Regions from separate parts of the Sus scrofa genome. Here region 1 is linked to region 2. A link is a contact called in public HiChIP or PLAC-seq data. All regions are on one chromosome and are shown on one strand. Each heading gives the region's core, a stretch centred on a gene start, on an enhancer-like site or on the middle of the called end of the contact. The rest is flanking DNA. Distances are from core to core; before and after follow the strand shown. Region 1 holds the start of WTIP (Wilms tumor protein 1-interacting protein). Region 2 overlaps KIAA0355.

Region 1 (4,435 bases), core at 34-2,533, 120 kb before region 2:
CCATTATCAAAGCCTCAGGTCAGGCGGCGTCTGGAGGCATCTGGACCACGCCACCTCCCTGCCCCTGTCCACACCCGGTACTGCTGGGGAAAGGAAACACCGGGACCGCGAGGCCCCTACACGGTTTCGGCTGACTGTGCCTGTATGACAAATTGAAGCAAGTGCCAACGGTTAAGGAGACATTAAAGCTTATTCTGCGTATTAACGTGACTTCTTCTCTAAATCAGGAAAAACGCATCCACTGACTTGGCCAGAACTCCCAGCTGGAGACCCAGAGTCTGAGCCGCTAAATAAACCTCAGACCTGGAGGTTCGCACATACCCACCGACGGTGGAACACACTTAAGACACACGAAAGAGAGAGACGCTCTTCCCATCCCGGCCCCTGGTCCAACACCCAGCCTTCGGCCCACCCTTCGCTCCCCTCCACTGAGCCCGCCGCCTATCCAGAGGCGGTCCCCGACCCCCGACGAGGACGACGGAGGCTTGGGGCCCCGGCGCGCGGGCGGCAGGGACAGGCTTGCTCACCGAAGTAATCCCGCGCCGTGCGCGCCTCCAGCGCTCGCTCCAGCTCTCGGGTCAGCGCCTCCAGCCGCCGCTCCGCCGCGCTCGGGCCGCCTTCCCGGCCCGGGGGCAGCTGGAGCGAAGGCAGAGCGAAGGGGGCCGGCCCGGCCGGCTCCGGGGAGCGAGCCGGCGCGGGACAGGCGCCGGGCAAGAGCAGGTCAGGGTAGGCGCCGGCCGAGCCGCGAGAGCCGAGGCTGGACACGCTGGAGCGGGCGCTGCCCACCGACGGCGGCCCGGGGCCCGGGCGCGGGTCCGAGCGGCCCGAGCGCGGGCTGCCGTGGCGTTGGTCGTAGCCCAGGCTGATGCCGCTGGAGCGGGCGCTGCCACTGCCGCCGCCGCCGCCGCCGCCGTCGGAGCCCGCCAGGCTGGCCCGCGGGCTGCCCGCCGGCTGCGTGCTGAGCTCGGGGACCGCCGCGCGCCGCGGGCCTCGCTCCCCGCGGCTCAGTCCGTCCGCCCCGGCCTCGGGGCCGCCGCCGCCGCCCTGCCCTCTGCGGCCCAGCGCCTGCGCCGCCTCGTCTCCCGGCCCGGGCCTCGGTCCCCGCCGACCCCGGCCCAGAGAGTCGCCGCCCGGCTCCAGCTCCCGCAGGGCCAGCCCGGCCAGGAGCAGAGCCGCCTCGTCCGCAGCCGCCCGGGAGCGCTGCATGGCCCGGCCCGCCGGCCCCGGCGCGTCACCTCCGCCTCCGCTTCCCGCCGCCGCTCCGGCCGCGCCGCCTCATCGTCCGCCCGAAGCCCGGAGCCCGCCCCGGGACCCCTGGGCGCGGGGCGGGGCGGGGCCGGAGCCGGGCCGGGGTCGCTCCGCCGGCCACGCGCGGGCCGGGGGCCGAGGCGCTCCGCTCGGTGGCGCGCACGGCGGAGGAATGTGCGCTCGGAGGCGCCGGGCCGCGCCCCCTCCTCCCCGCGGCCGCGCGGGGGGCGGAGGGACTCCTTTGTGGGGGCAGGAATGCGAGGAAGGAGACGGCGCTGCGGCCTCTGGAATGTGGGGGGAGTGGCGGCGGCGGAGCCGTGGTGTCCGCGCTTAGCCGGGAGCTCGGAGGGGCGCGCAGCTTGGGCCGAGCCGCCGGGGCGTGCGGCTTGGAGCTGGCCCACGGATGGCAAAGCGGCCAGCCGTGGCGCCGCGGAGAGGGTCCGGGCTCCGTTGCGCGCCCCGACAGTCGGGCCTCTTGAAAGATCCCAGATTCCCGCGGGCTGAGCTAGAGGCGGCTCCCGTAATCCCGGCCGTAGAAATATGAGCAGTTGACAAACGTTTCCCACATCCTCCCCCATTTTACTTCCCGGCGCCGCCAGGATTTCAGGAGCTGGGCCGGACAAGTTCGGCCTTGGGCAGAAGCGCTGCGCCCGCTCCAGGACCCTGGAGAACACTGTGCGTCTCGGGCGGATGCGCCCCCAGCACTTCGCGTGACCCTAAAACCCCAGCCTGTCCCGAGGCCATGTGGCCGCGCACTGGTTTCTGCAGCCCCAACCTGCCTGGTGGGGAAGGCGCCTTGTGCTAGCAGAAGATGGGGCTGGATGGGGACTGGTCCCCCATGCCCGGTCTCGGCTCATAAGCGCCCAAGGCCAGGCGAGGCCGGAAGCAGGCCTCAGGCTATACCAGTGGGCAGTGAAGCCTCAGTTGTGACCGCCGCGGGCATTCACCAAGAGATGTGAGAACTCCTTTCTCCAGCACCTGCCCACAGGGTCTTGGGCGAGGTGCCCAGGGAATGCTCCTGAAAGCATTTGCGCAGACATAGGACGGCATGGGGTCTGGGGGCCCTGTGGTGAGGGAGAGGAACAAGAGGTGACTAGGGCTTTGTCTCCAAAAACACAGGCTACAAAGCCCTTATATATTTCAAACAGCTTGTGAGGGAAGAAGAGCAAAGTATTATCTGTCAGGACCTAGTGGATCCCGGCAAACAACCTTGAGTGAAAGAGTTCTCTTATTCCACCCCCTTCCTCAGAGAATTCCAGGAAGGCATCCCATGGAGCAGGGAGCCTGGACGGGGACTCGTCCTGGTGCAGACTGACCAGGGCATTTGGCCTCAACATCGCTTAGGAGCTCGCTGTGGCCCATCCTCAGCTGGCAGGGGAGCAGTATCTGACCCAGCTACTCCTCCCTAGCACCTCTCAGAGCTACAAGAAGAATTCCAATCTTCTACTCCCCAGGCTGGGTGGCGGGAGGGGGTGGGGGTGGCGGAGGCGGTGGCGCTGGGAGGCACAAGTAGGGGCAAGCAGTTGGAAGGGAGCGAATATCCAGAGGAGGCAGCTGATGAAAACTGATCTTACTCTCTGAGAAAGGAATATAAATCAACAATAAGGTATCATATTTCAGTGATCACATTATCTACAATTTAAAGATGGAAATATTGGCAAGATGGTGGTGAAACTTTTGTATATTTTACCGGTAATGAGTGTAAGTTGGCACATCCTGTCAGGAAGAGCAATTTGGTATTATTAACATCCTCAACATCCTTTGTGAGGATATTAATAATACCAATCAACAAACAAAAACACTCTTGAAAACAGTAATGCTCACGGAAGTAATCCCATATGCAGACAACAACGTAGGCACAAAAGTGTCTATCACATTATTTGTGTAATCCATACAGCTTTAGGATCTCCAGCCATCTGAATAGGAGCTCAGAGGGAGCTCTCTGCCCTCAAAGGTAATTCATTTTTAACTCACTGTCCCATCCCCACCTGCTGGCATAGAGTTTTCAAGACTGAAACAATAAAAGGCATTACTTATTCCAATGATAGATAGATAGATGATAGATAGATAGAAAGAAAAAAAAAACACTCAGAAACAACCTAAAATATCTCTCTCTCTCTCTCTCCAGTTGTCTTGGCGGCTGTTCTTGGCTAGGGCCGTCCCACACATAAGACAGGAAGATAGTGGCAGCAAAGAAGATGAAAAAGTTGCTGGAGTTGAGTTGATGGACTCTAGGCCTCTAATCATTATGAAAACTGGAAAGTACTGTGGGGGTACAAGCCAACTCTGAAAATGACCAGACAAAGCAGAACAAAATCTGCCTAGCCTTGAGGAAATCTGAAATAGAGTACTATGCTTTGCTGGCCAAAACTGGTATGTAGCTGCCAGTCTACGCCACAGCCATACCAACGCAAGATCGGAGCCGTATCTGTGACCTACACCATAGCTCAGGGCAACGCCAAATCCTTAACCCACTGAGCGAGGCCAGGGATCAAACCTGAATCCTCTTGAATCCTAGTCAGGTTCCTTCCCTCTCTGCCTCGAAGGGAACTCCTCAGTGGCAATACTATAGAACTGGGCAGTAATTCAGTAACATCGAGGTGCTATAGAGTACACACACTGGCTATCATTGATCTTAGTGATTTTGATATCCTTAGGAGCATGCCAGAACAGGTTGGTGAAAAGACAATCACACAAAGTTTTTTTGTAATAAAATTAGCCAGATTAAAAAAATAAACAAATACTAAATTAAGTGATCACTATTCAACACTGAAGTACTTCCATGAAGTGGGAAATACATTAAGCAATTATAAATCCATTTAAAATATTTCATGAATACTACTCAGCCACAAAAAAGAACAAAATAATACCATTTAGAGCAACATGGATGGAACTGGAGACTCTCATGCTAAGTGAAGTAAGTCAGAATGACGAGTACCATATGATACCACTTATATCCGGAATCTAATGTATGGCACAAAGTAACCTATCTACAGAAAAGAAACAAACTCATGGACACGGAGAACAGACTTGTGGTTGCCAGGGTGTTTGGTGTTAGCAGATGCAAACTATAGCATTTGGAGGATAAGCAATGAGATCCTGCTGTATAGCACAGGGAATTATATCTAATCACTTGTGATGGAACTTGATGGAGGACAATGGGAGAAAAAAGAACATATATATATAT
Region 2 (4,249 bases), core at 386-2,885:
ACAAAGAAGGACTGTTATTAATTGAAAGCCATTCATCATCCAACTACTAAGAAAGTAACCATTACTTTAACACCATTACTCCTGCCAAATGACTGTGTGTAGAGCCTTATGCTAAATTCTCTCCCTCACAACCCTCCTAGCAGCCCCGGGAGGGACATCCTCTTGTCCTCCCCATTTGACAGACAGGTTAAGAAATCCGAAAATAGCCACTTTGCTACTAAGTAGAGAATCACCTGAGGATTTTTCTTTTTAATGGCCGCATGGGGGTGTTCCTGGCCCAGGGATCGAATTTAAGCTGAGGCTGCGGCAATACTGGATCCTTTAACTCACAGCACCGGGGCTGGGGATCGAACCCACTCCGCAGCGACCCCAGCCACTGCAGTTGGATTTGGATTTTGGATTTGGGGGGGGGGGGTGTCGGTGAACCTGCGACACATGTAAATTCCCAGGCTAGGGGTCAAATCAGAGCTGCTGGCCTATGCCACAGCCATTGCCATTGCCACATCAGATCCAAGCTATATCTGTGACCGGGCAACACCTGATCCTTAACCACTGAGTGGGGGCCAGGATTGAACCCGAGTCCTCATGGATACTAGTCGGGTGTGTTACCGCCGAACCACAACAGGAACTCCCTTGAGCCTTGTTCTTAATCACAACCCTGTCCTGCCTGCCACTTTCTGACTCTTCAGCTTTAGGAAAAATGTGCAGCAAAGTGTGGGCAGTCCCTCCTTTCCCTCCCCACCATCCCAGCCCTGTTTTAACATCAATTGGGCCTTAATGATATTGCATCTGATGTTTGGGTAGAATTTTACAAGTGGAATTGGCCAAGAATGGCACCTCTAACAGGACAGCAGCAAGGGCAAAGGCAGAGGCAGGAGAATTCAACCACGGGATTAACACTGGCGTCCTTGACTAGATCTAAGGATCTATGTAGGGCAGTGGGGAGGAAGCCACCAGGAAAGGTGCACTGGTGGCAGTGTGATCGGACATTGGAGTATGGGGTGTGTGTGGGGTCTGTGGTTTGGAAAAATATTAAGGTAATTTTATATTCTGACAAAAGCTACACCTGTATTTCTACCACCATCACCATACTCAGCACCATATGCTATATCAAGCCCTGCGTGCAAACCGCACATTTTAGGGGTCATAATCCGAGGGAAGGGAAGCTTGGAGGCTTCAAGAGGCTGACAACCACAATCAAAAATAAATCTGGCTCAGAAAATTCAAGAGACTGCTCCAGTGGCAGGCACCTTCAAGTGCCTCATTAAGATGGCATCACCTGGGAGAGAGAAATGGATCGAAGGGTAAACTTAAGTCAGGGCTTAAATCGGGGCGGCTGGACAGGGGTTAGGCAGGACCTGGAGACTAAGGGATAACACCGGGACAAGGGCAAAGGAGGTTCAGGGACAGGGCGGCAGAAGTTCTGAGGCCCAAATTTGAAGGAGGTTATGTGTGGGGCGATACACGCTGACGGATTTTCGCGAGCTGTTCCAGGGAGGCGCACCCACAGAGGGTGCTGAGTCAGAGTTACCAGGAAAGCGCGAAGAATCGCGGTTCGCGAGAACTCCGCGGATCTTCCGGCGCTGTCCCCTGCTCTCCCGAGGGGCGGCGCGCACGTGTCTACGCAGGGAAGGCGGGATCCTAACAGGTAGTGGGGGGAAGGGGGTGCGCACGCGTGTGCGTGCGGGCTTGCACGTCCAAGGGCGCACGTATGCGCATGTCTCCGCGCCGGGAGGGGCGAGGGCAGCTGACCGGAGACTAGCAGACGCCTTTACCCGCACGTCTGGGATGGACGTGTGCGCGCATGTGCGCATAGTCCGGGTGGGGCGGTCTGCGCGTGCGCGGGCGAGGAGCACCGGGGACGAGGAAGCGAGCGCCCCCTGGAGGCTCGCAGCGCGTACTGCGTCGTAGTATTTGTCTGCTCAAACAAATGGGAGCCTGACAAGTCACATTGTTCACATACATGGCTTTTTGGCAGTCGAGGAGCTGGCCTTTGGAAGGGTATGTTTCTTCTTTGTCTCCAGATCAGGAAGTAGATCACAAGAGGGGTCACACAGTTCACAGAGGGCCATCCTTTCACAGCACCACGGTTGGGATGCAGTGTTTCAGCTAGTCCGAGAGCTGGAAACCCCACTGTCCCAGGATCCCCCAGGTGGAAAAGTAAGGTCAGCGGCTTAATAAGGACCTCCCCTGCCTGTGTGTTCTGCTTTATTTCTCAGCTAAGCCAAAGCCCCCAAGGACTCTCCTGAGGTTCAGGTGAACATCTGTCCTGCTTCCATCCCCACCCACCTGGCATGGAGCTGAGGCTATGGGACTTCTCTTCTGTCCCCACCACTGTGGTGAATCAGAAATTGGTGAAGAACCATCATGTACTAGTTTTTTTTATTTGTTTTTGTCTTTTTGCCATTTCTTGGGCCGCTCCCGCGGCACATGGAGGTTCCTAGGCTAGGGGTCGAATCGGGGCTGTAGCCGCCGGCCTACCCCAGAGCCACAGCAACATGGGATCCGAGCCGCGTCTGCAACCTACACCACAGCTCACGGCAACGCCGGATCGTTAACCCACTGAGCAAAGGCAGGGACCGAACCTGCAACCTCATGATTCCTAGTCGGATTCGTTAACCACTGCGCCACGACGGGAACTCCTTTTTTTTTTTTTTTTAAGGTACTAGTTTTAAATAGTTTGAATAAAATGTATTTTTCTGTCTAGAATGTTAGTTTTTATTTAAAAAATCTTTTTTTGGCCGCACCTGCAGCATGTGGAAGTTTCCAGGACAAGGACTGAACCAGTGCCACAGCAGTGACATTGCGGGATCCTTAACCAACTGTGCCACCTGGAAACTCCTCTGTGAGCATTTTAATATGAACTTCCAGCGTATTCCTTAGCATACTCATGCAACACGGCTTTACTAAGCAGCCTTGTCCTGAGGTGTACTAAGAAGGCTCTGGGACTTAGTCCTTATAGTCGGCTTCTGGGCATCTCAGCAGAAAGAAGCCTGCGTGGTACTTATACTGGTAGGTTATATATTAATGCCTCCTTACTCCATTTGCCTAAGTTCATGAAAAAAGTTTCAATCCAATGCTTCTTGCTGTAAATGAAAATATGGTGAAAAACTCCTGCAACCCACCCCGCCTTGTGGGTCCTATGTTACAATCTTTCCTTCTCCATAGTAGGACGGCATCACCTAGTGAGACTAGTCCTTCTTGTCCCTGAGACTGGGTCCCTGGCAGAGATGGGGGAAACCACATCCCTGGGTCTGCTCCTGGGAAGGGCTGGCTGGGCACAAGCACCCGGGCTTGGTGGGCTGTGCACACTGGCAGACCACAACCCAGGGAGAGAGCTTTCCTCCTTCCAGGCAGCCTCCTTCACCATGACATCAGCTCTGTCCACAGAGGCCTCCTCTCGTTGTGGCCTTAGGGAAGCCAACAGGAGAGGTACGGTAGTTGTCCTGCTTTCTGCCCACCCACCTCAGCTCATCCTAATACCCCCAGTGCCACTACCCTTGCAAGGGCTCAGACTCAGAACAGGCTGACCTGAAAACCAACTTGGATGCAGCTCTTCAAAGTAATGAATCAGACAGGGCTTCTGATATGGCATCTACTGTTGTTCATTTTAAACAGAGATACAAATAAGTATTAAATGTATATTTTTAATAAAGCCAATAGTTATTTTACTTATAGGAGCTTTAAAAGTAAGATACAAAATGTAGCGTTCCAGTTTGGAAGCGTTGTAACTAATCACACGATGTCCTGCTGATGCCCGAGCAAGGCAGCCACGCCCAGCTACGCAAAGGACACACACACTCACACACGCACACACATGCGCTTTGGCGAGACCCCTCTGCCGAGCGCAGCACCTGGAATTACCAGTGTTCAGAGCAAGGCGGTGCTGAGAACACAGCACCTACAAGGAGCCCACACAAACAGCTGCACACGGTCTCACAGCCCATGGAAATGCCATTATAAAATGTCTTTCCTTATCGAGAAAAACAGACTGGGAAGTGACGGCTAGCAATGTCGATGTCACCTGCGCTGGAGCATCAAGGACTGACCTCTGTCCGGGATGAGGTCTTTAGGGAGGCACTATTAAAACAAGAGTACTTCAGTATAACAGAACTCGAAATACGGCGTACTGTAGACACATTACTGAAGGAAATAGAAAAACCATCTTACAAGTAAAACAGCCACGGGCAACGTCAACAGAGATTAGTGCACACACTGTGACAGCTAACACAGACGAGAGCCACGCAGG

What was found. HiChIP or PLAC-seq counts read pairs in DNA pulled down with a chosen protein or histone mark.
Region 1: a contact with region 2 is called in an H3K27ac HiChIP or PLAC-seq map of skeletal muscle, with 3 times the contacts expected there. The contact joins the promoter of WTIP here to the enhancer-like site in region 2. A contact is called at or near these places in 1 of 5 promoter capture datasets (fetal liver), 4 of 47 Hi-C or Micro-C datasets (fetal heart ventricle, skeletal muscle and subcutaneous adipose tissue) and 2 of 2 datasets of contacts at active chromatin or transcription factors (alveolar macrophages and skeletal muscle).

What each region holds. Positions count from the first base shown.
Region 1 is chr6:44,147,723-44,152,157 of Sscrofa11.1, reverse strand. It overlaps WTIP (Wilms tumor protein 1-interacting protein), which reads right to left and starts at 1,283. Exons shown (of 8, transcript XM_021097104.1): 1 at 528-1,283. The coding sequence starts at 1,206.
Region 2 is chr6:44,030,042-44,034,290 of Sscrofa11.1, reverse strand. KIAA0355 reads right to left here. Exons shown (of 14, transcript XM_021094321.1): 14 at 3,628-4,249. Among named protein-coding and RNA genes, the nearest start is that of GPI, 6.2 kb to the left of the region's middle. Within about 2 kb of position 1,635, at least 68 of the 83 cell types and tissues checked have an H3K27ac peak or open chromatin away from gene starts, as enhancers often do. A contact at or near this core is called in alveolar macrophages, fetal liver, skeletal muscle and 1 more, where this site is marked.